Regions from separate parts of the Mus musculus genome. Here all the other regions are linked to region 7. The links are chromatin contacts, called in public ChIA-PET, Hi-C, HiChIP or PLAC-seq and promoter capture Hi-C maps. All regions are on one chromosome and are shown on one strand. The core of a region is the stretch at or near the end of the contact, and the rest is flanking DNA. Distances in the headings are between cores, read along the strand shown. Region 1 holds the start of Spc24 (SPC24, NDC80 kinetochore complex component, homolog (S. cerevisiae)). Region 2 holds the start of Zfp426 (zinc finger protein 426). Region 3 holds the start of Zfp653 (zinc finger protein 653). Region 4 holds the start of Timm29 (translocase of inner mitochondrial membrane 29). Region 5 holds the start of Dock6 (dedicator of cytokinesis 6). Region 6 holds the start of Kank2 (KN motif and ankyrin repeat domains 2). Region 7 holds the start of Fdx2 (ferredoxin 2).

The links. Promoter capture Hi-C pulls out the DNA fragments that hold promoters and counts their contacts. A called contact is a pair of places that touch in the nucleus more often than the background predicts. ChIA-PET counts read pairs in DNA pulled down with a chosen protein or histone mark. HiChIP or PLAC-seq counts read pairs in DNA pulled down with a chosen protein or histone mark.
Region 1: an RNA polymerase II ChIA-PET map of memory CD8 T cells shows a contact between it and region 7, with 4 times the contacts expected there. The contact joins the promoter of Spc24 here to the promoter of Fdx2 in region 7. A contact is called at or near these places in 1 of 39 promoter capture datasets (pre-B cells) and 1 of 115 datasets of contacts at active chromatin or transcription factors (memory CD8 T cells).
Region 2: a promoter capture Hi-C map of erythroid cells shows a contact between it and region 7, with 4 times the contacts expected there. The contact joins the promoter of Zfp426 here to the promoter of Fdx2 in region 7. A contact is called at or near these places in 2 of 39 promoter capture datasets (erythroid cells and pre-B cells).
Region 3: an H3K27ac HiChIP or PLAC-seq map of microglia shows a contact between it and region 7, with 5 times the contacts expected there. The contact joins the promoter of Zfp653 here to the promoter of Fdx2 in region 7. A contact is called at or near these places in 1 of 115 datasets of contacts at active chromatin or transcription factors (microglia) and 1 of 9 other capture datasets (liver).
Region 4: a contact with region 7 is called in a Hi-C map of CD8 T cells, with 2.7 times the contacts expected there. The contact joins the promoter of Timm29 here to the promoter of Fdx2 in region 7. A contact is called at or near these places in 3 of 39 promoter capture datasets (liver and pre-B cells), 2 of 484 Hi-C or Micro-C datasets (CD8 T cells and nephron progenitors) and 2 of 9 other capture datasets (adipose tissue and liver).
Region 5: a contact with region 7 is called in a FOXA1 HiChIP or PLAC-seq map of pancreatic cancer cells. The contact joins the promoter of Dock6 here to the promoter of Fdx2 in region 7. A contact is called at or near these places in 1 of 39 promoter capture datasets (pre-B cells), 2 of 115 datasets of contacts at active chromatin or transcription factors (microglia and pancreatic cancer cells) and 1 of 9 other capture datasets (adipose tissue).
Region 6: a promoter capture Hi-C map of pre-B cells shows a contact between it and region 7, with 3 times the contacts expected there. The contact joins the promoter of Kank2 here to the promoter of Fdx2 in region 7. A contact is called at or near these places in 2 of 39 promoter capture datasets (cranial neural crest and pre-B cells) and 1 of 9 other capture datasets (liver).

Annotation. Positions count from the first base shown.
Region 1 is chr9:21,758,967-21,761,940 of GRCm38.p6, forward strand. Spc24 (SPC24, NDC80 kinetochore complex component, homolog (S. cerevisiae)) reads right to left here and starts at 1,337. Exons shown (of 5, transcript NM_026282.6): 1 at 1,153-1,337. The coding sequence starts at 1,312.
Region 2 is chr9:20,491,161-20,494,176 of GRCm38.p6, forward strand. Zfp426 (zinc finger protein 426) reads right to left here and starts at 1,586. Exons shown (of 9, transcript NM_001110309.1): 1 at 1,538-1,586; 2 at 1,226-1,291.
Region 3 is chr9:22,069,809-22,072,718 of GRCm38.p6, forward strand. Zfp653 (zinc finger protein 653) reads right to left here and starts at 1,568. Exons shown (of 9, transcript NM_177318.3): 1 at 1,241-1,568. The coding sequence starts at 1,533. Ecsit (ECSIT signalling integrator) reads right to left here. Exons shown (of 9, transcript NM_001253897.1): 9 at 2,438-2,772. The coding sequence ends at 2,516. Gm16845 (predicted gene, 16845) reads left to right here and starts at 1,194. Exons shown (of 3, transcript NR_040407.1): 1 at 1,194-1,356.
Region 4 is chr9:21,591,060-21,594,035 of GRCm38.p6, forward strand. Timm29 (translocase of inner mitochondrial membrane 29) reads left to right here and starts at 1,663. Exons shown (of 2, transcript NM_178619.4): 1 at 1,663-2,011; 2 at 2,091-2,976. The coding sequence starts at 1,900. The coding sequence ends at 2,779. Yipf2 (Yip1 domain family, member 2) reads right to left here and starts at 1,772. Exons shown (of 8, transcript NM_138303.2): 1 at 1,469-1,772; 2 at 1,002-1,159; 3 at 841-921; 4 at 368-455. The coding sequence starts at 1,499.
Region 5 is chr9:21,850,981-21,854,255 of GRCm38.p6, forward strand. It overlaps Dock6 (dedicator of cytokinesis 6), which reads right to left and starts at 1,655. Exons shown (of 50, transcript NM_177030.3): 1 at 1,565-1,655. The coding sequence starts at 1,608.
Region 6 is chr9:21,796,838-21,799,884 of GRCm38.p6, forward strand. It overlaps Kank2 (KN motif and ankyrin repeat domains 2), which reads right to left and starts at 1,709. Exons shown (of 12, transcript NM_145611.4): 1 at 1,645-1,709.
Region 7 is chr9:21,072,175-21,075,379 of GRCm38.p6, forward strand. It overlaps Fdx2 (ferredoxin 2), which reads right to left and starts at 1,357. Exons shown (of 5, transcript NM_001039824.3): 1 at 1,215-1,357; 2 at 1,090-1,144; 3 at 901-1,007. The coding sequence starts at 1,332. It overlaps Raver1 (ribonucleoprotein, PTB-binding 1), which reads right to left. Exons shown (of 13, transcript NM_027911.4): 13 at 1,984-3,205. The coding sequence ends at 3,176. Gm38431 (predicted gene, 38431) reads right to left here. Exons shown (of 17, transcript NR_038081.2): 13 at 3,117-3,205; 14 at 1,090-1,144; 15 at 901-1,007.

The sequences.
Region 1 (2,974 bases), core at 87-2,586, 690 kb after region 7:
GCTTGCTCCCAAGGCCTCCTGTAGCCACATGTGTTCTCTCTGAGCTACAATCTCAGAGATAAAACTTCTCATTTTACTTTTGGTCTTCTGTCAATCAGGCTGCTTTGAATTCCTTCCAGCCTTCCATTCCTGACCCTCCTGCTTGTCTCTGGAACACTGGTCTGACAGGCCCATTCTGCCATGCCTGGCATGGAACCCAGGGTTTCATGCATGCCAGTCAAGTGTATCCCTGCCCCCTCAACAGTTTCAGGTTTCCCCCAATATCTTTGCAGAAACCCCTCCCCAGTCCCGCCCATGTTACCCCTCCTAATGATAGAAAGCATTTGTCTCCTCAGCCCATCACTGCAGTACAAATGTTATCCTGTCTCCTCTCCAGTAGGATGCCAGCCACCAAGGGACTCCTTCCCTGCTGTCACCCGAGGTCCAGCTCACGGCAGGCTCTGTTCACAAGTCTATTGGGAAGGCACGAAACTTTAAAAAATGTTCCCAGGGCCGGACGTGGTGGCGCATGCCTTAAATCCCAGCACTTGGGAGGCAGAGGCAGGCGGATTTGAATTCGAGACCAGCCTGGTCTACAGAGTGAGTTCCAGGACAGCCAGGGCTACACAGAGAAACCCTGTCTTGAAACAAAACAAAACAAAGTTCAAACAAACCTTTGACAGGGAAGGACACTGAGATGGGAGATTGCTCACACCTGTGACCAAGGCACTGAGGAGCTGAAAGGTTCTTTGAATTTCTCAGCTAAGTAGTTCTCTACTAGTCAGAGCTACATTTAAGCCTGAGTCCTGGAAAGTTAATAAAGGGTCGTGCCCTGCTAACTCTATATTTAATTACGCTTAAGTCCCTAGATGACAACCGTTGTCATGACAACGGTTTCACCGGTGGAGAAATCAAGGCTCGGGTGTGACTGCTCTCCCTCGGAAGACCCTCAAGAACGGCGAGCAGGAGTGGAGGTGGGGGCTGGATCATAAAGACTTCCAAAGGCGCCTGAGCTACGAAGTACGATCGTATAGAGTCGCGCATTGTGAGCTATGACACTTATCTGGACGCCTCTGAGCCATGGCAATTGTCAGATGGGGAAACTGAGGCCCAGGAGTACCAGCTCCCCCCGAGAAGTCCCCCGGGGCTGGGGCGCAGGGGACCGGCCCTCACCCCGAAGCTGCCGGTAGGCGCCGTCCTGCATCTCCAGCAGCCGCTCCATCATCTGCTCGTAGCTCCCGAGCAGCCGCCGCTGCTGCGCCTCGGCGCGGTTGGCCCCCAGCAGGCTCAGTAGCCAGTTGCTCACCTCCACCATGTCGCGGAAAGCCGCCATGACTGATCGCGCCGAGTCCGAACCCGCGCAAATTCGTCTCACCACGGGCCCCGCCCCCTCCCCAGAGCGCATAAGTCTCATTGGATCGTTCCTACGTCCGTCTCCTGCAGGACTCAATCAGCGAGGGGACAGAGCGCTTCGGAAGGAGCGGCCATTTTGTGGAGATCCTGTGCGAAATTTCTTCTGTCACTCAGGTGTGAGGATCAATCATCGTAGGCGGGGGAGGGGGGGGGGCGGCGGCGCGGGGGGGGGGCGTGTCACACGTGGCCAGTTTGCGATTGGCCTGGTACGCGTGCGTCGATTGTCGGGCTATGAACTCCGGGGAGAGTCCAGGGCGTTAGGAGTCTGTTGCGCATGCGTAAACTGGAAAGCTGCGCGACTCTTAGAGAAATTTGCAGGTATCAGTCGCTGCTTGAAGGGCAATGTAACGGATGGTTTATTATTTTTGCTTGTTTTTTTTTTTTAGTTTACTTTAGGAATATATTAATTATACATAAAACTGGGATTCATTGGGTTTATTTTTTTCTTGGCGGGGGTTGGGATGTGTGAGCTGTGAGATGTTGAGACTATGTAGAACTGGCTGTCCAGGAGCTCTTTGTTAGAGATCCATCTACCTCTGCCTCCTAGTGGTTGGATTATAGGAACATGCCACCACAATCATTCACCAGTCTCTATTTTTTAGGCTTATTTCTCTTTCTTTAATGTGTATGGGTAAACGTTTTGCCTACATGTATGTATGTGTCAGCAGAGGTCATAAAAGGGCATCTGACCACTTGGAGCTAGATATGGATGGTTGTGAGCCATCATGTGGTGCTGGGAGCCAAACCCTGGTTCTCTACAAGAGCATCCAATGTTCTGGGAAGGCAGAGGCAGGCAGATCCCAGAGTTTGAGGCCAGCCTGGTCTACAAATAAAGCTCCAGGAGAGCCAGGATTATATAGAGACCTTGTCTCAAAAATAAAATAAAATAAAATCTTTAAGTAGGAGTCTAGCATGTATCTAGCATGTAGCACTCAGGTGATGGGAGCTTGAGGATGGAGGTAAATTCCAGGCCAGCCTGGGCAACAAGAGCAGTGAACCCCGAAGCTGAGCATGGTGGCTCAGGAATCAGGAGCCTAAGGAAGAGGAATTGCCATTCATGGGACTCCAGAGTGCTGAGTGAATTCCAGACCAGCCTGAACTACAAAGTGAACCCTGTCTCCTTAAATACCTATACCCCAGAGCTGGAGAGATGGCTCAGCGGTTAAGAGCACTCACTCACTGCTTTCCCAGAGGTTCTGAGTTCAATTTCCAGCAACCACATGGTGGCTCACAACCATCTGTAGTGAGATCCAATGTCTTTTTTTTTTTTTTTTTGGGGGGGGGGTTTGAGACAGGGTTTCTCTGTATAGCCCTGGCTGTCCTGGAACTAACATTGTAGACCAGGCTGGCCTCGAACTCAGAACCTGCCTGCCTCTGCCTCCCAAGTGCTGGGATTAAAGGTGTGTGCCACCACTGCCCAGCTGATGCCCTCTTCTGGTGTGTCTGAAGAGAGCAATGGTGTACTCCTATACATAAAATAAATAAATAATCTTTTTAAAAAATACAACCCAGACAGACACAGACACTCACTTCTATCATATTCTCTGACACTCACTTCTATCATATTCTCTGACCTGTATAC
Region 2 (3,016 bases), core at 336-2,835, 580 kb before region 7:
GACAATGTCCTAATCTAGGTGGTACATTACCAAGTATTTAACAGTCAAGTGTTGTATCTATTATTGTTTATTCGGAGATAGGGGTATAACTATGCAGACTGGACTGGCCTGAAACTATGTAACTATCCTGGCATAGAAATCATGTTCTGGGGCTGGAGAGATGGCTCAGTGGTTAAGAGCACTGGCTGCTTTTCCAGAGGTCCTGAGTTCATATCCCAGCAACCACATGGTGGCTCACAACCATCTACAATGAGATCTGATGCCCTCTTCTGGTGTGTCTGAAGACAGTGACAGTGTGGTCACATATATAAAATAAATAAATCTAAAAAAAGAAAGAAAGAAAAGAAAAGAAATCATGTTCCTATTGCTCCAACTCCTGAGATCACTGCTATGTGCTACCATGTTGCCCTTTATTTTCAGTTTACATCTTAGCAAACAAGTCACCATACAATATATCTTGCTGGGGAAAGAGTAGACACGGACTGCTGCAAGAGGTGACTGCAGCATAACAGATACTGGACCATCAAATATGCTAGTACGTCTAAGTTTTTTTTAAAAAGAGAAATGGGGGGGGGGGGATTGTTGGGGAGAGAACACTAATTTATCAATCTTCTTAATAGTTAATTCTATGATTTTTAATAATCTAGCTTTCCACATTTCTTCTGTGAGCTCCAAGCAGTTTAGTGATGAACAGATCTAAGAACGAAGAGAAAAGTATGTGTATCACGCACAAGGCCCTGAATGGACCACTAGCACAGAGAGATAAAGGGATGAGGAAACAAACACAGGCCTAGGAACTTTGGAGGTGGAAAAAAGCTCACTATTATTGTTTGTTAGGTTTTTGCTTGTTTGTTTTTTAATAAATACAGTATTTCACCACGTAGCACTGGTTGGCCTGGAACTCATTTTGTACACCAGACTAGCCAAGAACTCACAGAAATCCTTTTGCCACCTGTGTGCCGTGAGTAAAGGCTTGCCCGCTAGGTTTTTATGAATGGGCTGGAGGTCTACCAATGTTTATATTCTCTCAAGAAAGACGTACATTCGAAGTAACTAAGAAATTTGTCTCTGTATCTGAAACTAATGGTCAAAATAAAACACGCACTCACTAAATAAAGTACAATCTAACAATATGAATTAAGTTCTCACCCCGACATTCGTCTCTAATATTTTTTTAAAAGGGAATACGGCTTTTTCCAAAAGCGACCTTTCACTGAGTGCTCACCAGAGGCGCTGAAATCGCAAGGTGTATGGCGCTGATCACTCCAACTACTCCGGCAAAATTTCATTTCTGAGGAGAAAAATAAAAGAGCCTTTCGCACAGAATTTGCTTGGGCGGCTTTTGAAGAGCAGCATCGTAGCCGCAGCCATCGCCAGGCCCGCCCTCTGGGCACTTCCCCAGCCTGGCGACTGACAGCCAGAGAGGACTCAGGCTTGGCCGCGCCCGGAGGCGCCGTGGCAAGCGGAGCAGAGCTCTGCACTCTCGTTCTCTATCTCCCCCTCCGCCTCCAGGTAGTCCTTGTACCGCAGAACTCACGAATGCCAGGCAACTCCGCAACTCTTCAGTGCAGATAAGAGCCGGAAGAGACGGGCGCGGGCATGACGTCACTTCCGCTCGCGCTCGGTCTGCTGCAGAGCCAGGCCCGGGAGTCTACCTCGGTTGAATTCCTGTCAGATTTCTAGTTTCTCCGCAGTGTCAGGGCGGAGGGGCTGTAAGGGCTTCACCGCGGGAGCTGGAGGCCGACGCTGGTCTCCAGGACAAGACAGAATTAGAATCCAGGCTGTGAGCCGGGCAACGGTGGTGCCAGGACCAGTAAGTCCTTTAACCACAGGGTTTCTTGTGGGTACCCAGCGTCCGCTCAGGAAATTTTTTTGCCTGCCATCGCTGCATTCTTAGAACCCTTGCTTTCTAGTGCACCCTAGTCCAGTAGGAAACAGAAGGCAGTCTCGCTTCCGTAATCATCTAGACCTCTCAAGATGTTGAAATTGTATTTCGTAGGCTGCGACCATAAAGGGTGCTTCAACAGATTTACCCTACCTAAGCCCATTCCACCAGCCTCAGGAGCCCAATGGAAATAACTGGGTTTCTGACTGAGAATCCTGAAGTAGTTACTGGGTGGGTCTTGAACTCGTCTTAACCGCGTATCTGCATCTTTCCCAGCAACTGTTTTCCCAAGTCCCCGGTTCTATTGAATGCCCTAAGCAAACAGTAAGCTCAAATCCGGGTTTTTGTCATCTCAAGTCACAGGAAAAATGCCCAGTCACTCAGATTCGACACTCCTGGTTACTGATGGTCCCTAATAACATGAATGAAGAGCCAGTTTAACCACGCAACAGTTGAGAGGCTGAAAACTGTAATGTTACTAGGCTGAATTCTGCTGACATCTGTTGGTCAATGCGAGTCAAAGAGAAATGAAGCTATAATCACTTTCTGACGAAAGTAAAAGCATTTATGGCCCTGATCTATTACAGGATGCAAGATCAGTTTGTCAAGAGACCCATTTACCCTCTCTGCCATGAACTTGCTCAACCAGGGGCTTGCGTTGCTTCAGAAACAATATGCCAGTATGACTTCTCAGTGAAAAGGCAGACTTTCTTACTGCACACTTAGAGCTCAAGGAAAAGCTCTTTACTAAAGCACATGGCCAAATATGAGTTGACCTCAAATGTAATTATATATACCTTAGAGTTAGGCATTTTACACACACTCATCCTTAAAACCTCTAGGTCCCAGCCCCTGATTAGACTTTGAACAATTTAAGAGACAGGAGACTACAAGTCTAGCCACTTGGTCAGATGGGTTATTTACACAAAAATATTGCCAAGATTATTTAAGTACACCAGTGTTGTTCTTTTCAAATAGATCTGACCCAGGGTCATGTTGCCCAGCTGGCAAAAAAAAAAAAAAATTTTTTTTAAAGAAAGGAACTGGGGTGTGGGCTGGAGAGATGGTTCAGCGGTTAAGAGCACTAACTGCTTGTCTTAGTGTCAGGGTTTCTATTCCTGCACAAACATC
Region 3 (2,910 bases), core at 318-2,817, 1.0 Mb after region 7:
TGAGTGCAGACAAGAGCAGAACACGCTACACCTGAACCCTTACTATGGGCCAAACCCTTTCTATGCTCTCTATTTTCATTTTGTATTTTATTTGAGATAGAGTATCGTTATGCAGCCCTGGCTGGCTGGAACTGTCTGTGCAAACCAGACAGATAATATCCAATCCAGTGTTCACACCATGCAGCTACTGGCTGGGGAAGCTGGGGCAACAGCTGGAGTCCCAGGGTGAGCTTTCCCTCCATGGCTTAGCATCCAGCTTGTCTTCCCACTGTGGACACCTGCACTGTGAGACAGCAGGAGTAACCTCTATTGGAAATGCTCCACCTTCTAGCTGTTCTTAAGGGCATGGGGTTTTTACTCTTGGGCACTTCTGCTGTCCTTGTCTCTTCCTGGAGGACACTGAGAGAGACATGCTTGAGTCTCAAACAGGAGAGGCCATCTACACTTTCAGAGCCTGCTTCTCAGTGTGGCAAGCTGCACATGACAGTTTACCAATAGGTCTGACAACTACAGCGTGGTGAACCATTCATGGTCTTAGTCTGATCCCTAGAGGGCACGTGGTAGAAGAGGACTAGCTCTGCAAAGCTGTCTTCCCACCTCCTTATGTGGGCCTACATACACCACACACGCACACATACACAAGAATAAAAGTGCCCTCACACCAAGCCTGGCACATGCCTTTAGTCCCAGCACTCAGGATGCACACAAGTAACCCTGACAAGGTTGTTGAAACAGGTGGCTGGGTTAAGGCTGCTTTCTTGTTGAGGATCCGGGTTTGGTTCCCACAACCTACATGGTGGTTCACAATGGTGGTTTCTGGGGATCCGACACCCTTTTCTGACCTCTGCAGGTAGTTCATGCACGTGGTACACATATATCCACGAAGGCAAGGCACTCATACGCAGAAAATCAGAGTGCCCAGCACCTTTGGAGGTTTACACCTGAGAGCCAGCCCCAGGCCAGGCCAGTGGAGGCGGGTCGACTCTTCAGACGGGCCAGTCGGAGCTTCCGAAGGCGGGCAGAGGGGTGGGGCACAGGCTTGCATTGGGTAGTCAATGGGTCGGAGGCGGAGCCGCGAGGAGGCGCGTGAGGGGTCTGGGTTGCCTAAGCCCGAGACCGAGGGCCGCCAGGCGGCCCGGGGGTGGGGCTTCACGCTCCGGGGGCGGGGCCGCTGCCCTTTTCGTCCCTCCCCCGGCTTCTTCTCTCCCTCCCTCCCTCTCCCGGCCCCGCGCCCCCTTACCCGTGGCGACCGCTACGCTGGCCACGCTCCAGCGAAATGAGGTAGGCGGCAAGTTTGGCGTCGCTCCAGCCGCTGCGGCGTCTCAGGTCCACCCAGGGGCCGTGCGCCTCGCCCAGGTACACGCGCCGCACGTCGTACTTCTTCCGGGACTCGAGCCGCCTCCGGGCCCGGTCCGACTCGGTGAGCCGCGGCCGGCCCCGCGCCTTTCTGCCTGCCGCGCCTTCCTCTGCCGCCGCCTCCCCGCCTGCGCCCGCCTCCGCCTCCGCCCCGGGCTCTGGAGCCCGCTCCGCCATCCCCCCCTCCCTGGTTACCGGCCTCCCCCGTTGTTAGGAGCCTCGACCGGAAGTGGCGCGCCTAGTCTGCGCCGCCGGGAGATTTCTCACAGGGTCTTCTCTGCCCGCGGCGCCAAACGGGGACAACTAGCCATAGCTGCGCATGCGCGTAGTCCGTCCGGCCCAGGCCATGGAAGTGCGTTCTGTTGACAAGTCAGTTATTTGGGAGGTAGAGGCACTGGGTACTGAAACTCAGGTAATCCTTGCCTCTCTATTGAATTCTTCGGCAATGTGATTAAAGATTTTTTCAAAAGGGCTGGAGAAATGGCTCACTGGTTAAGGGCACTCACTGCTTTTCCAGAGGACCTGCGCTCAAATTCAGCACCTACATGGCAGCTAGAACTGTCTGTAATTCCAAGATCTACCATTCTCACATAAACATATATACATGCAGAACACCAATGCACATAAAATAAAGGTAAATACATTTAAAAGATGTTTTTAAAGGCCAACAAGTCGGCTCTGCAGGTAAGGTGATGGCTGGCATACTTGACAATCTGAGTTACATTTCCGAGATTCACAGGGTCATATATCGGAACAGACTCCAGCAAATGGTCTTCTGACCTCCACACATCCCTCCCATACCATAAATATATAAATGGATTTTTTTTTTTTTTTTTGGTTTTTCGAGACAAGGTTTCTCTGTGTAGCCCTGGCTGTCCTGGAACTCACTCTGTAGACCAGGCTGGCCTCGAACTCAGAAATCTGTCTGCCTGCCTCCCGAGTGCTGGGATTAAAGGCGTGTGCCACCACGCCCATCTATAAATGGAATTTTTGAAAAGACAAGTTTAAAAAAGGGTCCCAAGGTGGTAAACCCAAAAGAGCCCATGCAGAACATACGAAGGGAAGCCACAGGGCCAGGGAAGAGGTTTTGATTTTTTTATTTTCTCCATATTATTTCATACCAGCCCAGTCTTTTCTCCTCATGCCAGCTCTATCTGACTCAACTTTGCCCCTGCTGCTGCTCTGCCTGAATGGTCTCATCATCTTCCTCAGGCCCCTTGGGAGGACTGTGGGGAGGGGACTGTCCCTCCAGCCTTGAAGTTGTCAGGAGCTCCCCCGTGGACCTGGCCAGGCGGAATACCACTGGGATCTGTGCCAGGGTTGGGTTGGTCTCCTGCAAGCCTTGGATCCACTTGATCAATGTTGCCTGATCATGGGCACCAGCCATGCACATGGCGAAGACAGGGCCTTCTGTCACTGTTAGGAGAAGAGTTTGTGTCTCACCACTGTGACGTACTCTGAGCACCTCCATGAGTTCACAGCCAGCTCCCTGTGCCACATAAATGTTCTACATTTCCCTTGGCCATGCCACCCGCTGCTCAGATACTATCAAGA
Region 4 (2,976 bases), core at 413-2,912, 520 kb after region 7:
CCACTCTGGGACCTGTGTACTCACCCCTGCTCATGGCCTTCCTGCTCCTCCGTCTACTGCACTGATCTATGCTGCCATACAGTTCAATTGTTTCCACCATGGGACCTAGAGGCTTTCTGGGTCCTCTTCTAAGCCTCTCACCACCAATGTTAGCATAACTCATTTGCCTACCCTAGTCAGGGACCTTCATGACTTCCCTAACACCCTCTGAGTTAGCCAGACCTACCCACCTTCTGCTTTCCATCTTGGTGCCTCCCTCAACTAAACACGAGTTTTGCTCTTCATGCATGACTGCCCATTTCAGGGCCTGGTACAGTCCCATGTTTAAGTAAATACTACATTGATTCAAACATAAACCCCCATTTACCATATAGGTCGGGACGGTTTCTAAGATGGTGCCGCACAAAGTTGTGGCCAGGATGGGGCAGCAGGGAGCCTTTGATCCTGTCCAAGACCTGGAAAGCAAAGCCCAGGGTCTAGAATGAGAATCCTGGTGTTCTGAGAGGTGTCAGCACATCCTACTGAACAAGCTCGAACATGTCACCACTGTGAAGGTGGATTTCAGGCCTGTCACCTTGCTTTCAGCTTCTTGCAGCCTCTCCTCTCAAAGTAAGGACAGTCCCTAAGTTCTGGATGGTCTTGCAACTACATCTCCAGGATGTACCCTCTCACTGGACCTGGTCTATCATTAGAGGTTGGCTTGACTGGGAAACATTCTGGCTTTAAGTCACACACCTATCCACGCCTACTTTGTAACCTAGCTTTTGCCTTCCAGCCCCACCATACCCATTCAGTCCTCAAGTATAGTGGCTGGACTCCAAGCAACTCCAAGTGCCTTACCTGGGAGGTATCCACATCAAAAAAGCTCTGATAGTAGTCAAATGTCCAGAATCTGGGCTGTGGTTTTTCTTCCTGTAGAAGCTATAAGACAAAAGACTCAGAACTTGCCTGCTCAGCCAGGGTAAGAACAGAGGCAGATCATCGGGGCCTAGGAGACTCACTGATGTCTTGTCATCCTCTTCCTCCCCTACTTCAGCTCCATAGCCAATGCCTGAACCCACAACCACAGCCACGTGCTCTCGGGAGGTCAGCTCATCACTTTGGCTAGTAGTAGCTGCATCTGGGGTCTCTGCCAGAAGATTTGTGGCTTCCTCGAACTCTACGGAGAGGGAATATGGGCATAGGTGTTTGGAATCTGAAAATTCCTTTCATCAACTGGGGCTATGGCTGCCTTACCGCCGTCCCCTAAGGGCTGAGTTTCTTCAGTTTTGATGCATGGATAGGTCTGTCTACTAAGATGGGATTCAATTTAGGTCCTGTGCAGAATTGGACGCTGTGATGTGCCTTTTGAGTTCATGGAAGAAGCAGGAATTGAGTGCAAGATAAACCTGAGGTCTGGGTCCCAGCTGCCTGGGGTTCTAGCTTAGGACTGAGGTAGGAGCTCTGACCACTTCCGGGCTCCACTCACCGTGGAAGGCCAGTTCGTCAGCTGCTGCCATGACTCTTTAGAGGCGTCACCGCATCGCACTCTGTGGACAGAACCGCATCAATCCCACAGCCCTCCCCAAGACTGATGCTTCCGTCTGGACTCCTGCATGGAGCCTAATACACGGAATGGAACTTCAGCTCCAAGCTGGGTCCCTTCAGATGCACCCCACCTTCCTCACCTGAGCCTACCTAAGCTGGCGTGGCTATTGCTCTATGCGCGTGCGCGCCGCTCGACTTCCCTTCAGAGCCCACCCTTCTCCACACAACGGCAACATCCGTTTAGGTCCGTTTCCTATTGTCTTCCTGTGGGAAACTACTTCCTGTATCTTGCGCTTGCGCAGGATCTACTCTCCGGCCTTTTTCATTCCGACACTATGCGTTTCTACTCGGCTGAGGAACCGCAGGGAGACGATGGTGACAGCGGCTCTTAAGAGATTCTGGTCCGGTGGGCACGGTGAAGCGGGAGGAGAGGCCGGTGGTGCCACGACGGTGGCGGTTAAGCCAGGGCTGTGGACGCGACTGAGTGAGTAGTGGCAGAAGGCTGCAGGGTGGGTGGCTCGAGTGGTCGAGTCCTTGTCACCGCAGCTCTTTTTTCCCCTCAGGCACCTGGGCCGGCGCGCTGCTCCGGGACTACGCTGAGGCGTGCGGGGACGCGGCGGCTGCGGCGCGAGCTCGACCGGGCCGCGCGGCCCTGTACGTGGGGCTTCTGGGCGGCGCGGCTGCGTGCTGCGCGCTGGCGCCCAGTGAGGCGGCCTTCGAGGAGGCCTTGCTGGACGCATCGGGGTCACTGTTGCTCTTGGCACCGGCCACGCGCAACCGCCACTCGGAGGCGTTCCTGCAGCGCCTGCTGTGGCTGAGGGGCCGTGGGCGGCTGCGTCACGTGAACCTGGGCTTTTGCTCGCTGGTTTACGAAGCGCCCTTCGACGCCCAGGCCAGCCTCTACCAGGCCCGCTGCCGCTACCTGCAGCCACGCTGGGTGGACTTCCCCGGCCGGATCCTCGACGTGGGTTTCGTTGGCCGCTGGTGGATTCTGCAGAATCGCATGCATGATTGCGACATCAACGACGACGAGTTTCTCCATCTGCCCGCTCATCTCCGCGTCGTCGCGCCTCACCAGCTGCACTCAGAGGCCAATGAGAGGCTGTTCGAGGAGAAGTACAAGCCGATCATACTCACCGACGATCAGGTGGATCAGGCGCTGTGGGAGGAGCAGGTGTTACAGAAGGAGAGAAAGGATCGGCTAGCTTTGAGCGAGGCTGATTCACTGGTTCAGTCCGATGTTTCCAGATGAAACCCAGGATTGCCCCCGGGTCACCAGGCGCAGGCAAACTGTTGGCTGTGGATGGTGCAATTGGTGAGATGGGTAGAGATAAATGGCCCTTATTGTGATTTTATGGGAAGTCCTCACTCTGTCCGGTTAGCCGAAGAAACTTGGGGGCCTTACTGGTCTTAGAGATACAGAAGAGCTGAAGGACTGCTCTTAAACAT
Region 5 (3,275 bases), core at 405-2,904, 780 kb after region 7:
GGGAGCAGAGACAAGAGGATCCCCAGGGCCAGTTCCCTGACCAGTTTATCTGGAGCTCCAGATCCCAGTTGAGTGAGCCTGCCTCAAAAATGAAAATAGAGGGAGGCTGGCAAGATGGCTCAGGAGCAACTTGCTGCTGAGCCTCCTGAGTATAATCCCAGGAAACCAAGTGGAAAGAAAAGGCTCCTTCCTACAAGCATCCTGTCACACACACACACACACACACACACACAACGAGAGTGGTATACACATGTACACACAGTAAGTGAATGCTAGGATAGGGTGAGAACCTTTCTCAAAATAAAGCAAACACAAAAGCAAGGTGCTGTAGATGTGGTTACCATGGAAACTGAGTGTGGCAGGGGGGGCCAGGAGTTCATGGCCGGTCTTGGCTACATAGTGCATCTGAGGTCAGCATGGGCTACGTGACCCCATCCCAGACTAACAAAACACAACAAAGTAAAACCAAGACTCCATTCAGTTGCAGGTTCATCTGGGGTTGTGGGAGAACTCAATAGGTAGGTGAATGTGCAGAAGCATCTATTTATCTACCAGGCTGCTTGGGAAATCTTGGGCTCCCTCACTACATCAAGGCCCAGGATCATTCTGCACATCTTTCCCACCTGAGCTAAAGGCATAAGGACTTAGGAGGCAAGACAACAAACAGAAAACTGCCCAACTGCTCTGCCCCAGATCACAACCCTCCTCTATCCAGAACTCTCTGTGGCTCTCACTTCACTTGGGGTCACAGTCAAAGTCCTTCTGGCCTACAAGGCGTAGGCCCTATAAAATCTATTCCTATTGGTCCCTCTGTGGCCCCAGGGCCTTTGCATTTGCTTCTTTCCTGGATGATGGGCAGATCTCTTCCTTCGCTCCTTTAGGTCTGTGCTTAACTCTACCTGGCCTACCATTGAGACCCTATCCTCCCTTTCCTGTCTTATGCATCCACACCATACCACGGACACATCTATGTTTGTCCCACCAGAGCGAAATCCAAGAATGGGGCAACTTTCTTGTGTCTCCATCAGGGTGGGACCCACAGAGTGGCTTCTCTCACCTAAGGTGGTCAGACAGGTCTCCAGAGGATCGGATACCTGGGATGATTTACCTGGGATGATTTCTAACCTACCCCAGATTTGAGCCTCTCTCACAATCCAGTGTCCATGGAAGGGGATCCCCCAGCATCTGTTGCCTGTCCCTCCCCTGTCTGCCCACCAGCTGGTTCAGTCCCCAGCCCCCTCGGCCCCCTCCCACGCCCAGCCGGTGCTGGGAGAGGCTGGGGCAGGAGACTGAGGGGCTATCCCCAGCTGTCCCCAGCTCCAGACAGCTGGGTCCCGGGACCCTGGGCGGGGGAGGGGTGCGAATTTCCCCAGGCTGGTGAAGGGAAGGACGGCAAGAGGGTCCGAATGCAGCCTAGCACTCTCGGAGCCCGGCCCGCACGGACCCGGGATGCGCTTCCTCCTCCGGGAAGTCCTCGGGGAGCCCGGCACGCCCCCGCTGCCCGCCATCTCCAGCACTCGCCCGTCCCGCCCAGAGTGGCCGTGACCGCGGCCGCTCTCACTACCTGTTGATCTTGTGAGCGAAGGCGCGGCGCTCCGAGGCCGCCATGACGCCCCGCGTCCCGCCGCAGCCTCCCGAGTCTGGGCAGCCGGGCTGGGCGGAGCAGGCGCGCGGGAGAGGCGGGGCCTGTGCTGATGGGGCGGGGCCTGCACTTCGACCCGCCCCAGCCGCGGAACCAAGACGGGAATGACGCGGGGTCTTCTCGGGGCGTGGTGGCGAGGCCGGGCCAACTCTAGGATGGGGAGGAGCCTTCTCTGGAGGGGGCGGGGCTTTCCCTAGATAGGGCGGAGCCTTTTCTGGGATGCCGTGGGGCCAGCATTGAGAGTGGGACAGAAATACTGGGGATGGGGAGGAGACAGCGCTGACAGGAGGATGGAGCAGGCTGTGATCTGGGATGTCGCTGCTCTAGGATAGGGACCGGGACAAGGCTGGAGAGATGAGGATCTTTGTGGGCGTGGCTTATGAGGGACGGTCCTTGATGGGCGGGACGTTGTGAGTGGCTCATCTCTGCGATGGGCTAGGGAGCTGGGGACCAGGCAGAGCAGGGCATGGGGTGGGTGTGGAGCAGGGGCAGGGCATGGAAGGGAGTGTTCCCCTCCCACTGGGGTCAAGATGGGGAAACTGAGTCTTCTGTTGGGCTGGGAAGAAAAAATACGGAACATCAAAACCTGTTAGGTCAGCCGGGCAGTGGTGGCTCATGCCTTTAATCCCAGCACTTAGGAGGCAGAGGCAGGCTAATTTCTGAGTTCGAGGCCAGCCTGGTCTACAGAGTGAGTTCCAAGACAGCCAGGGCTACACAGAGAAACCCTGTCTCGAAAAAACAACACAAAACAAAACAAACAAACAAACAAAAAAGTTAGGTCCTCACTAGTCCCGGAGGCACGCTGCCTAAAAAACAACATCAATGTCACACAATAATTACTAAGGTTTTGTTTATAGTCGCTCAATGGACATAGGTGGGAAGAACTGTTGTTTTCCACTACTGACAAGTGGGTTAACTGAAGCCTAGCAGTGTGGAGGCTTTTACATAGTAGGCCTCAAAAGGTGCTCAAGGGACTTCCTGCCAGTCTCTGGGTTGCAGTAGAGAGGTGGATGAGTCCAGCTAAGCTCAGGGGTGTCACTCTAGGAGGTGTGACTCAGAAAGCCAGTATCGATACCTGAGCGAGCCAGTCCGGAAGTTTCTGATTACCTGAAGTTGTAGGATGTCTTCATTAATTTGTGGCCTTAAATATCTTCCCAACAGCTCCTTTCCCAATAACAGTTTCCTAGAATTTTTTCAGTCCTGGCTCATCTTTGGATATGCCAATTGTCTGCTGCCTCCACACCTTCTCCTGAGTAGCTTCAGCCCTCTGAGCAGTCACGGTCAAAACAGTCTTGGTAGGGTAGGCAGCTGTGCAGCACAGGACATGTCTGCCTCAGAGCTTTTTTGAGTGCTGCTCGTTATCCCACCTATGGATGGATGCTAGCAGGAGCCCCATCTACAGAGGATGAAATTGGAGCCAGAGGGCAGGGTGACTTGCCCCAGTTGCCCAGCAAATCTGTATCAGCTTCTGAAGGCACAGGAAGGAGACCTAGATGGTAGGGGAACCCCCTAGGTATCCATCTGCTCTTGATCTGTGTACACAGCTGTCAGGAGCCCACGCACCTACTCAGCGTGGTCCAGTGGCTTCTGCCTGGGAGATGCAGAATATAACTCCACCCACGACTGTGCTGGG
Region 6 (3,047 bases), core at 459-2,958, 730 kb after region 7:
GGGGGCCTACAGGCTGCAGAGTGGGGATAATCAAGACTTCTTGCTAAGCCCACTTCAACCCTGGAGGTTAGCCAAGGTCAGTCCTTTCTGTTGTCTGCCCTGCAGCTGCTTTGCTGCAGACACCTCCACCCATCTCACCCTCCAGAGCAGGCCACTCTAGGCTGTAGATGTTGGGACAGTGGGTGCCTGGGAGGGTGGATCAGATGGGGCGCCTGCTGGGCATGAAGGCAGGCCTCGGATGGTCCTTCCCTCTGGCTTAGTTCCCCTCCATAGCTCTGTCCCTCCAGTTTGTGTCTCCTCACGTCTCTGCCCTCACTTTGCTGGCATGAACACCTGAAATGCAGTTACCAGTTGTAGATAAAATTGGCTCTGCATCTGCCTGGAGCCTCAGAACCTCCAAGGACAGGAAGTTAGTCCAAAATATTTTCTGAGGACTTAAGAGAGACACAGAAGTAGGGAGCAGAATTGGGGTAGCCTGGGCTAGGGGCACTGAGGTGGAATGAATAATGAATAATTACCACACCGTTTTGTTTGGTTATTTAAGGCAGTTTCCTGTAGCCCAGGCTGGCCTCAAACTCACTATGTGGCTGGGGATGACCCTGAAATCCTGATCCTCCAGCCTGCACCTCATAAGTGCTGGCGTGGCTGGCTACACCACACCACACCATACATTCTGGGGTGGAACCCCCGGTTTCATACATGCTAGGCCCACGTTCTCCATCCCCAGCCATGCTTATGTTTTTGGAAAAAGATCTTGCAAGCTGAGTGTAGCCTCACATGCCTTTAATCCCAGCACTTGGGAGGCGGAGGCAGGCAGATCTCTGACTTGAACCTAAAACGGGGCAGATTCGCCCAAAGCACCCCTAGACCCTATACATCTTACTCTCCAGATGGAGCGATGGAGGTCTACGGGTCTCGTTATCTAACCTCAGGCTGGTAACTCCGTGGCGGGAGTCGGAGGAGGCCCCTCTCTCCACAAGATCCCGGGATGAGAGAGGCGGAAGGAGGCTGGAAGAATCAACAGGTGGGAGTTTCCAGGAAAGGGCCACAGGGTCTCCCCAGAGTGCACCCCCCCCCACCACCAGCCTGGGTGAATCTGGGATCTGGGGGTTTTCCTGCCGCGCTCCCTCCGCCCCTAAAGTTGGGGGTGAGGAGGACCCCGCCCCGGGCGGGGAGGGGGCGGGGCCTGCGGGGTCCCAGTCTAATGGCAAACATCTGCTGATCCCCACACCCGCCCAGCAGCCAGGCCCAGCCCGGCCGGACGCCCGGATGCCTTCCCGCCGCTGAGGGGCCTGGTCCGGCCACCCGGAGCTGCGAGAGCGGGGACCTGGGAAGGTTAGGGGACAGAGCTAGACGAGAGTGGCGGAGCAGAGGAAGAGAGGCAGGGAATGATAAAGGCATAGAGGTGGGCTAGGGGCAAGGGAAGCAGGGCCCAGGTCAGGGCTGGGGAGGGGAGAGGAGCGCGGGGACCCAGACGCTCCGGTTTGCAAAGTTTGGGCGCAGATGTTAAGACTTGAGAGGGACCAGCTAAGAGAGAGTGTGCGAGCTTGTAGCCTCGGGTTGGAGGTGGGTTAGAAATCCTGATAGTGCCCCTAGAGTAGCCCGGACCCCACGCCACCCCGATCAGCCCTCCGTCCCACTCGCCTGGCACGCTCGAGCCTCCGCCGTCCCAGGCGTCCTGCCCGCTCCGCCTCAGTCGCCGCAAGCTTGCGGAGCCAGCGCGGTAGCCACGCCCCCACCAGAAAGCCACGCCCCTCCAGTCTCCCGGGCGCCTCGGCCGCGGGGCCTGGGGGCGAAGTTGAAGGGTGGTCGTGGGGGTGCACGCGCTCTCGCTGCGGCCTGAGCACGTCCTAGGGTCTCAGTCGGCTCCTGGCCACCAGCCCTCCGGACAGGGTCCCCGCTTCTCCAAGCCTGGTGCCCGCCCTTCGCAGCTGGACGCTGCAGGGGGCGGAGCTGGCCGCAGCCCAGCTCGAGGGCGGGTGCGGTAGCGGCGACTGGAGGTCACCCCTCCCCCGTTGGCCGCCAGCAGCTGGAAGTCTTCCAGCTGCAGGCCGGGTGCACCATGGCGTGACCGCCGACCCAAACTCTAAGATTGCAGCACCCACACCCCAATCTCCTGAAATTGAAGTTGTGCCTCAGTTTCCCCATCAGCAAAATGGGGTCAATCACATGACCCATCTGTTAAGTGTGTTCAGAAAATTCCCTTCATACTACTCTTGGGCTGACACAAATCACAGGGCGTGGTTTATTGATTTTGTGAGGTTGGGGATGGACCCCAGGACTCTGAATGCTAATCACTCTGCCTCTAAACTACACCCTAGTCCAGAGATGAACTTCTGTTTGCACTGGACTTTCTGAAGCCACTCTCACAGCGGGACTGCACACCTGTAGTCCCAGCACATGAAAGATGTGGAGCCAGGGCGATCAAGTACTAGAGAGGTCACCTTCTACTCCAGTAATTCTGAGCCAGGAGAGACTGTCTCAAAATAAACAAACTAAAGACAAAACAACAGGAAAGAAAGAAAGGAAGAAAGAAAGAAAGAGAGAGGAAGGGAAGGGGAGGAAAGAGGAAAAATATAGCTTCCTGGAAGCCTCTGCTTAGCACACGTGACAGGTGGATGTCTCAGTGGGTAAACTGCCTGCCGGTGTGAACTAGGATCTGAGTTCGAACTCCAGCATCTACATAAGAGTTGGGCCCACAAGTTTACCTGTAAGCCGAATTCTGGGGGCTGGGCAGATCTCTATGGCTGGGGCTTACCAGCCAGTGAACCTAGCTGCATCTATGAACTCCAGGTTCAATGAGACCTGTCTCAAAAAATAAGTGGATGACCAAGGGGAGGCTCGTCAGATGTCAAGACGAAGGTGCCTGCTGCAAGCCTGAAAGCTCAATGCCTGCGATCTATACAGTGGAAGGGGAGAACTGAGTTCTGCAAACTGTCCTCTGACTCCACATGTGTGTCATGGCACCCATGCACCCACAAACATACAGACAGACAGAAAGAGAGAAAGAGGAGAAAAAAATACAATTAAAAATGATAAACCATTTA
Region 7 (3,205 bases), core at 107-2,606:
GAATGGGGGGTCAACATGGAGAATCCACAATTTCCAAGAGAGCACAGATTCTAGCAGCTCAGTAAGGGCTGCTCCAAAACCTAGTTTTATTTTAGTGTTAATTTAAAGAAAGATTTTTAAGTGTTTCCATGTGTCTCTGTGTGGGTTGTGCATGTGAGTAGGTGCCATGGAGGTGAGGTAGTGTGCCCGGCACTACTGGTACAGAAGGCTGTGAATTGCCTGGCACAGAGCTGGTGGTAGGAAGAGAACACAGGTCTTCTCACAAGCCGTCTGCAGTCTTCAGCACTGGCGACCTTTCCAGTTTCATTATTGCCATCTTACTGGCGTTAGCGCAAAGGTGGTAAAACAGTAGAGACAACCTGTATTCTCAGAACTGAGAAAGCTAAGGCAGTATGATCAGCCAGCAGGTTTAAGGGTAAGTCAGAGACTCTGTCTTAACCATTTTGGCACTAAAGAGGTGGAGGCAGGGGCATCACTATTGTGAGTTTGAGCCTAGCCTGGTTATATAGCTGATTTCAGAACAGCCTGAATAACATGGACTCCATCTCAGTTCTTCCCATCCCACCTATTTGGTGATATGGTAGGCAGCACATGCCTGTAGTCTCAGGACTCAGGAAGTGGAGGCAGTAGGTTCACTGCAATGAGTTGGAGGCTAGCCGGGATTACATACTTAAGTTCCTGGACAGCCTGATTCACAGAGTGAGATCGGACCCACCCATACACCACCTAAACAAAAGTATTGGATTGTGGTAGTGCACACCAGGTCCCAGGAGGGTCAGCAGTTCAAAGTCATCCTCTGATACATAGTAAGTTCGAGGCGAGCCTGAGCTATAGGAAACCTCTCAAAATTACAAAAAGGTATAAGAATGCCAAGGATCTCCCTAGTTTCATATGACCTACCTTCCAGGTCCACCCCGTGGCGCTGGGCCAGGTATAGAACATTGTCCCCGACTTTGCCCCTCACCGGGATCCGCTTGCCAGAGCGGTCCACGAACACCACGTTGACCCTGGGGACAAACAGGGTGCAGGTGCTGAGCCGGAGGCAGGGAGTGGCAGGGAGGGGCAGGGCGTGGCACGAGGGGCACTCACACGTCCCGGGGCAGCTCCGGGCTGTCCGCCGCCTCCTCGCCAGCACGCCGCTCGCCTGGAAACACACGAGTGGGTGAGCGGCTGCGGCCTCGCTGCACGCCGCGGCTCGGCCCAGCCCTATGTACCTGTAGTCCCGAACGTCCTAGATGTTACCGCCGCGTGCCCGGCCCTGGGTCCCCAAGATCCCCCGGCCGCCCGTAACAGGACCCGGGCGCTCACGCCCCGGGCCATGGAGGCGGCCATGATAGGCCACGTGACCGGAAGACCTAGCATGCTCTGCGCGTCCTCAGCGACAGTAAACGCAGCGTTTGGGCGCCGTGTGAGGTCAAAGGTGATGCACTGGGATCTAGCTGGACTTCCGGCCTCGCCCTGTGGTTGGATATTTCTTCCCTTAGGTCGTACTGTATGTGTTCTGCTTATATGTACGTATGTGCACCAAGTGGGTGCCTATGGAGCCCAGAAGAGTTGATGGGTAGTGTGGGGCTGGGAACTAAAACTACGTTCGGCAATTGGGACCAACCTCTGAGTTCTCTAATTTTTAGACAGGATCCCCTAGTCTGGCCTTGATCTCCGAATTCCTTTGCTGGAATTACCGGTTATGTGCAACCAGTATTTAAATTTTGTTTGAGACAGAATCTCTATAGACTGAGAAATTCTTAAGTCTCTAAGCAATTCATATAGACCAGGCTGGCCTCCAAGCCCAACTTAAATTTTTAGGGATTGTGTGTATGAGCCCATCCGTGACATGTGTGTAGGTCAGTGGTCAATCTGCGGGAGTCAGTTCTCTCCTTCCACCATTTGGGGCAGAGGGATAAAACTCAGGCTGTCTGTGTTACCAGAATTCTGAGCTAGTTTGCTGGCCCATGGTTTATATCAAGAACCAGCCAGCTCTGATTTTTTTTTTAAAACCGTTTACTTACAAACTTTAATTCAGCAAAGGTCTATGCAGGGGGTGGGGGTGGGGTGAGGGGGTGAGATACACCCACTGGAGTGGGTTTGGGTTATCATGTTTGGGGAGGGAGGCTGGTGGTGGCTCAGCTGGCTAAGGGCAGAGCCCCTAGGTCCCCCTCACATGGACAGAGAGGAGGCCTGCTCCAGTGATCCAGCCTGGGGATGGTAATGACCTGGGTTTGAAAGAACATGGTAGAGGCCCAGTGGCCTGGGTACAATGGTCACCTTTCACAGACAGCAGGGGAGACTGTTGAAGCCAGCAGAAAATACTGGTCTCTGCATCCAGGCTTTGGGCAAAAGGGGTGGTTTGCCAAGATCAAGGCTTTAGCCTTCTGTCCACAGGGCAGACACCTGGAGAAAGGATGAACCCTAGGCCAGAGCTCTTTGGTCCTGAGCGGAGCTTTTGGAGCTCCGCATCTGTGAGGCTCTGACCCAGCAGGACCTGTGGCCCAACTTTAAGGCATCAGAAGGCAAGGATACTGGGGCAGGGGCTGGAGATCTTGGGGCTTAGGGTACTGGCCAGAATAGGCAGGCAGGGGCATGAGACAGCTATACCTGCAGCAGATGACTGGGAAGAGAATAGGGTTAAGCTGTTGGAACCTGCACATGTGGAATAGAGCCTGGGCAGGCCAGACCCTGAAGGAATCAATTTGGGGCTTTTCTGGACGGATGGGGGAGTAGATGTGATAATCATCCTGGTTGTTTTAAAAAATAATAAAAATTAGAAAAGGAAATAAAAGTCAATTGTCGAAGTTTAAAAACGGGGACTGTCTCTGATCCTCACAGGTCAGAGACACCTCCAAAGGCACTCAAGAGGCCAGAACACAGGAGTGACGAGGCAGGAGAGGAGGCCTGGAGCTAGGGAGGGAAAGAGAGCAGGTCAGGCCCCTCTCTCTTAAGGCTGCAGGGTTTGGCTCCAGGAGCAAGCCCACAGGTAATGGTGTGGCCCCAGATACCCCACATTCCTTGAGCTCCAGCTGGTTGGTCAGCAAAGTCTTTTGCAGAGATTTCTCTATTACCCAAAGAAAGGACATTAAAAAAAATAATAAAAATAAAATCCCAGAAAACACAAATACCAGAAAAAACCCAAAAGCAACTTGGTGCAGGCCCTTGGAGCATCTCTGGTGTCGACCCCTTAGAAAATCCTCTTCCGCTTCAGGTAGGA